Regions from separate parts of the Mus musculus genome. Here region 1 is linked to region 2. Evidence: chromatin contacts called from public promoter capture Hi-C data. All regions are on one chromosome and are shown on one strand. Each heading gives the region's core, a stretch centred on a gene start, on an enhancer-like site or on the middle of the called end of the contact. The rest is flanking DNA. Distances are from core to core; before and after follow the strand shown.

Region 1 (2,700 bases), core at 115-2,614, 120 kb after region 2:
GGCTTTCTTGTTAATTCAGGACCATGCATATAAAGGATGACACCACACACAGTATGCTGGATCCTCCTGCATCAATAAACAATCAAGACAATCCCTGCCCTCATCCCCCGGTTGTGCCCACAGGCCTATCTGATCTGATCGATCCCTCAACGAAGACATCTTTCTTAGATGTGTCCAAGTGACAGTGGATGCTAACTAAGACATATATGCACATGGAAGAAAAATTAAACCAATAAGACAAAACTTCCTGTAGGTCTGGCACAGTGATGTACGCCTGCATCCCAACACTTGGGAGGCCAAAACAGGACGGCCTCAATTTTCAGGCTAGCCTAATCTACACCATGAGCTCTGAGCCAGCCAAAGCTACAGAGTAAGCAGCTGTCTCAGAAAGCCAAAAGAGCAACAACAAAAGAGAAAATAATTCCCTGTGGCAGATGATTCTTAACAACTTTCTTCTGCAGAGGACAGGATTGGGCCAGGAGGTCTCATGATAAAGAATAGTTCTGAGAGACCCTGGGCCATCTCAGACGGTGACTGGGAGCCCTCCAGGAGTCCAGGCTGCGTCGACTGCCAGGCTGAGAAAGGCTGCCATAGATGGATGGGTGGCCCTCTGTATACACAGACTGTAATTTCCAGATTCAACCCCTGAAGATCTTGTTCTGCATGTTCAGTCTGCACTACACCTAGGTGTCTACACTGAGCATGTGCCAAGTCTTCCATGGTTCCCTAAATAATGAAGTCAGAGACCTATGCACATAGCAATGTTCATTGGTGTTGGAAGTAGCTGAGAGATGATTTAAAGTACACAGGAGGGGCTGCGTAAGCTCTATGTAAACTTCATGCTGTTTTATATAAAGAGCTTTAGTATGTACAGAAAGAACCCCCTCTTCCCACCAGGGATACAAAGGCCGACTGCACAGAGCCAAGCTTAGCCTAGTTCATCTCTGGACTATAGTTTTTCCCCCTAAGAGGACCACTTAGGCAGTGGTCTGGTCAGACCAGAGTAGCTTTATTACCCCCAGGAGGTGACTCTGTCTCTCATCACATGCATGTGGGTGGAGTAGAGTCACACTGTGGTTGGGCTAATTACTGCATCACGCCTAGTATTCCCAGCATGGACACTCGCCCAGGGCCATCCATGTGTGTCCTGAGCACTGTTCCTCGTTCATTTCCTAGTGGATTTCATCTGACCTTCATCCTCAGGAACCCCACAGGGCAAGACAACCTTGCCCTTTCTCCAGAGTTGGAGGTAGCCCCATTTCTCTTAAGGCTACAGACTCTGTGTCATCAGCATCCTGGAGTCTGTCCCCCAACTACCCAGCCTGACAAGTTGGCAGGAAGCTTTGCTGCTGCTCAGAAGGTGGAAATATACGTTAATCTCCCAGTTGCCATGACAACTGTCAAAACAGTAATGACAGGATGCGGTCTGAGGCAGGGCATGCCCCAGCCTGGCTTCTTTCCAATTGATGTGCTTGTGGCAGGGTCCTCAGAGGGTGGATTTGAGAAAGCTATTGCTGTTATTTGCACAAGTGTCTTCCCATGTGTTGAAGGCTCATGGGTTAAAGGCATGTTTGACAGGGTAGTAGAAATTTCCCCATGGTAGAACCTTTAAGAGGAGAGCCAAGTGGGAAGTCTCCAGGCCCACTGGGGGTATATATACCCTCAAAAGGGATTGAGGTGCCCCGTCTCTCACTTCCTCATTGCTTCCAGGCCTTGAGGTGAGCAGCTTTTCTGTATATTGCGTGTCTATCATGTGACCCGATGCCTACCTCAGGCCTAAGCAGTGGTGTCTATTGATCCTGGAACAGAATATCCAAAGATGTGCACACAAATGCACCTTTATTTCTCAGGTGTTTTGTTATGGGGATGACAGACTGACTGATGTCACGATGGGAGTGGAGAGGGTCTCTTGGCCACAACAGCCCCTGCTGTGGAGTGGAGACAGTCACACCTGGAGTCTATTTTTTCCCCAGTAAATGGGGGAAAATGCTGCTGTGTGGCAGGTCGCTATGTGAGAGACAGAGCTGATGTTATCAGGGCTTGTAATACATCATCTGTGAAAGGCAGCCTGGGCTTAATGAGAAATCTCCACAGCCTGTGAAGAAGAAACTGAGACATTGCCCCAGAGGATGGAGTCAGCCTTGGAAATGACTTGACTGGGGCTTTCCAACAGCACCCATCTATACTTTATCGCTCTGGATCTACCTGTAAAGCGCGCCCTCTCTAAGCCAACTGAATCTGGATTTCCCCCTTAGGTTCTCTCAGTATGTGCACGTACGGAGGACCAAGGGGATGTCAGCAGTCACCTCCCATCAGTCATTCATCTTATTCTTTGAGACAGGTTTCTCAATCAAGCCCAGTGTTCACTGATACGGCTAGTCTTACTAGCCAGCTTATTCTGGGGTCTCCTGTCTCCTCGTTCTGGGGTCAGAATTTCAGGTGGGCCACCATGTCCACTCGACATTTATGAGAGTTCTGGGGGGTGGGGGTGTCTAAACCTTGATATTCATACTTGAGCAGCAGGCACGTTAACAACTGAGCCATCTCCTCAGCCTCTCTCATTTATTTCTTTTGAAAAGGAAATATTTTAAATTTTACGTGTGTGTGTGTGTGTGTATGCATGTATGTTTGCATGTGTGTGTGCATACGCCTGCAGCAGCCAGAACAGCTTTGCATTCCCTGGAGTTTTCATTACAGGAG
Region 2 (2,802 bases), core at 118-2,617:
AAACATGTAGGTCACATTGGCCACAAACCCCACACCACAGCACCTGTAAACTTAAATGTGGCATCACTGTAAAACATGAGAGAGGTGAAGAGGTACTTACTCTCTGTTGGTTCTTTAACTATCCAATTCCTTCTGAGTGCAGAAATCAAAGAGAGGGAGAAGGAGCATTAAAAGCAGTGGACGGTGCCACCCCCTCAGTACTGTGCCATCTGGCACTGGGTGGCGGACCCAGAACTGGACCTATGCATCACAGTTGCCCAGGCACGTCCCATCCACAGGTTTCCCAGAGTTCTTTCACCCATGTCCTAGCTAGGGGTTCACTGAAGCTAACAGTTGTTTCTGTCTTGTGCCACCTGCCTCAAATACCTTCATGTGATGGTAGATATTGTCAGCTCAAGACACTCTAAAATCACCTAGGAGATGTGCCTCTAGGCATGCCTGTGAGGTTGGCCATGGTGGCTGGCACACACCGTTAATCCTAGCATTCAGGAAGCAGAGTCAGGAGGATTTCTGGGAACTGGAAGACGTGGTAGTCTAGAAAATTCCAGGCCAGCCAAGGCTACACAGTGATGCCCCCAGAGGAGGGGATGTTGAAACACAAACTGAGCAACACTGCTTCCTGACTATAGGTGCATGCCCCTGCTGCATTCCTCATAGACTCAGACTGTGAACCATAATTAAAACCTCCCCTTGACTCGCTTTTGTCAGGTATTTAGTCATGCACACGGGCTGGGCTCTTCCTGACATCAAGTTAGTGACTACTAAGCCTCCTGGGAAGGATTCTGACCCACCTATCCCCATGGGCTGCACAGTCCCCACAAGTCTGCACTCTGGCCACAAGGGCTCTTTCAAAGCTTCCCTCAACTTCTAGAAACTTCTCTCATACCGTAGCCTCAGATTTCATGAGTTCCCCCATCAGTCACATGCCATTAGTCCAGACAGCTGCTAGTTCAGATGGCATCTTATTTGGCCCTGGCCAGCCTGGAATTTAGACCAAGTACAAGCATGTCTGTTACCTGTGAGGGGAGGCTAAGCTTGAGGCCCTTTCTCTGTCTCTGCCCCCAGGCACCTCATCATGCAGGTAATCGGGACTGCACCTGGAAGTCTTGAGAGATGACGATGTAGCCATCAGTGGCTTCTTAGGACTGTGAACTGAAACAGGCCCTGGGAATGAGGGAGCTGGGCTCTGGACTCTGGGGGGACTAAAGATACTGCTCAAGGATGAGGCTGATGCTCTCAAGACATCATTGTCTGCATTTATGATGGATTCCTAAATTGGAGCAGCAGGAACCCTAGGCACACCCCACCCAGTTCTGCATCTCACTATAAGGGTCATGTGATCTTTAACACACCCACCCCCTGAAGAACCAGAATGAGGAAGTGCCCCAATGGTTGAGGACACTCTTAAAGGTCATGGATATGGGAAACCACTTTCTGGTGTGCCCCTGCCCTCCTTGAGAAAGGGAGGTACCAGGGACTCCCTTTTCCCAGCCCCACCCACCTGGCCACCACAGAGGCCCCCATTAGGAGAAAGGAGCCCCAAAAGTTTCTTTGAGCCCAGATCCTGAAGCTGCCCAGAACCCAGGAGGCCCGGAAAGGAAGCAGCTTTCATTGTCCCCACTACCCCAATTCCTCAGCTCTCTTAGGGCCCCCCGAATCCATACCCCAAACAGGGACTAAATGAGGGGACCCAAAAATGTACAGGTGCTTGCTTAGGAACCCCGCTTGGTAAAAGCAATTTGCTTATGCTGTTCGTAAAGCACCTGAGGTAAGTGTCTTAAGTTTGTAGGGTTTGTGCGCACATGGCATTGGGTGGTACTTTTACGGTGTGGGCAATTTGTAGTGTGGGTGACTTGTGATGTAGGTATTTGGTATAGGTGAGATGTGGTGGTGGTGTGGCTGTGTGCTACACATGGGGTTTGTGTGATGTGTGCAGTGTTTATGGACTGAGTACGTAGTGTGTACATGTATGTGTAGCATGATATATGGTATGGAGTGTGTATGTGGTATGTGTGATGTTATATATGTGGTACACAAAGGAAGCATGTATGGTGTGATATGTGGTGCATGGTGTGTGGCATGTAAGATGTGGTACGTGTGGCATGTGGTACTGGGGGTTATGTGAAATGTGGGATAAATGTGTTGTGTGTGCAGTGGGTAATTATATGTGTGGTGTTGGGGGCTATGTGTGGAGAGTATGTGGTGGGAGTTATGTGTGGTGCCTGGTATATGTGGTATGTGTGGTGTGGTGTAGTGTATGTCACAGTGTGGTGTGTGTTGGCATGGCATGTGCTGTACATATGCCAACCTTTGGCAGCTGGCAGCAGGACAGAATAAACATGCACCTCCCAGTGATATCAGCACACGGGGAAGCAACTGCAGTGTAAGGTCAGACAGTGCAGCGGCTCCAGCCCTCCACCCACCTGGCTGGGTATGGCCGGACCTCAGTGCTGGGCTGCAGACCCGGGCACAAAGACTGGAGGAAAAGTCAGTGCCGGATCCTGCTGCCTTTCCTGGAACTAAACGGGAGTTCCTGCAAGCTCTAGGCTGTAGGCAGCCTGACCTTCCCCACAGCCATGCTTGGGGCAGCTTTCATGTCTTCCCTGGTCATCTCACTTGGGTATGCAGAACAGGGCGTCTGAATTGCCTCATACACTGGGAAAACACTCATCCAATCCAGAGGACATGGAGGTCCTGGGTGGAAGCAGGAGTGGGCAGAATAGTCCTGAGTACAAGCCTTGCTGTCTATCTGACCTCTAATCAACCCTCTAGAGGGGTGAGGCTCCCCCAAGATAGCTCAGA

What was found. Promoter capture Hi-C pulls out the DNA fragments that hold promoters and counts their contacts.
Region 1: a promoter capture Hi-C map of the HPC-7 cell line shows a contact between it and region 2. The contact joins two enhancer-like sites. A contact is called at or near these places in 10 of 39 promoter capture datasets (the 3T3-L1 cell line, the C10 cell line, the HPC-7 cell line and 5 more), 2 of 15 datasets of contacts at CTCF or cohesin (CD8 T cells and large pre-B cells), 26 of 484 Hi-C or Micro-C datasets (B cells, the CH12 cell line, ECoMG-derived neutrophils and 16 more), 6 of 115 datasets of contacts at active chromatin or transcription factors (the HPC-7 cell line, T-cell acute lymphoblastic leukemia, double positive thymocytes and 3 more) and 3 of 9 other capture datasets (adipose tissue, embryonic stem cells and liver).

The regions. Positions count from the first base shown.
Region 1 is chr13:51,812,712-51,815,411 of GRCm38.p6, forward strand. No RefSeq gene overlaps it. Among named protein-coding and RNA genes, the nearest start is that of Sema4d, 20 kb to the left of the region's middle. Within about 2 kb of position 1,365, at least 75 of the 459 cell types and tissues checked have an H3K27ac peak or open chromatin away from gene starts, as enhancers often do. A contact at or near this core is called in the HPC-7 cell line, where this site is marked.
Region 2 is chr13:51,695,319-51,698,120 of GRCm38.p6, forward strand. It overlaps a transcript of Sema4d not described here. Among named protein-coding and RNA genes, the nearest start is that of Secisbp2, 45 kb to the left of the region's middle. Within about 2 kb of position 1,368, at least 17 of the 459 cell types and tissues checked have an H3K27ac peak or open chromatin away from gene starts, as enhancers often do. A contact at or near this core is called in the HPC-7 cell line, where this site is marked.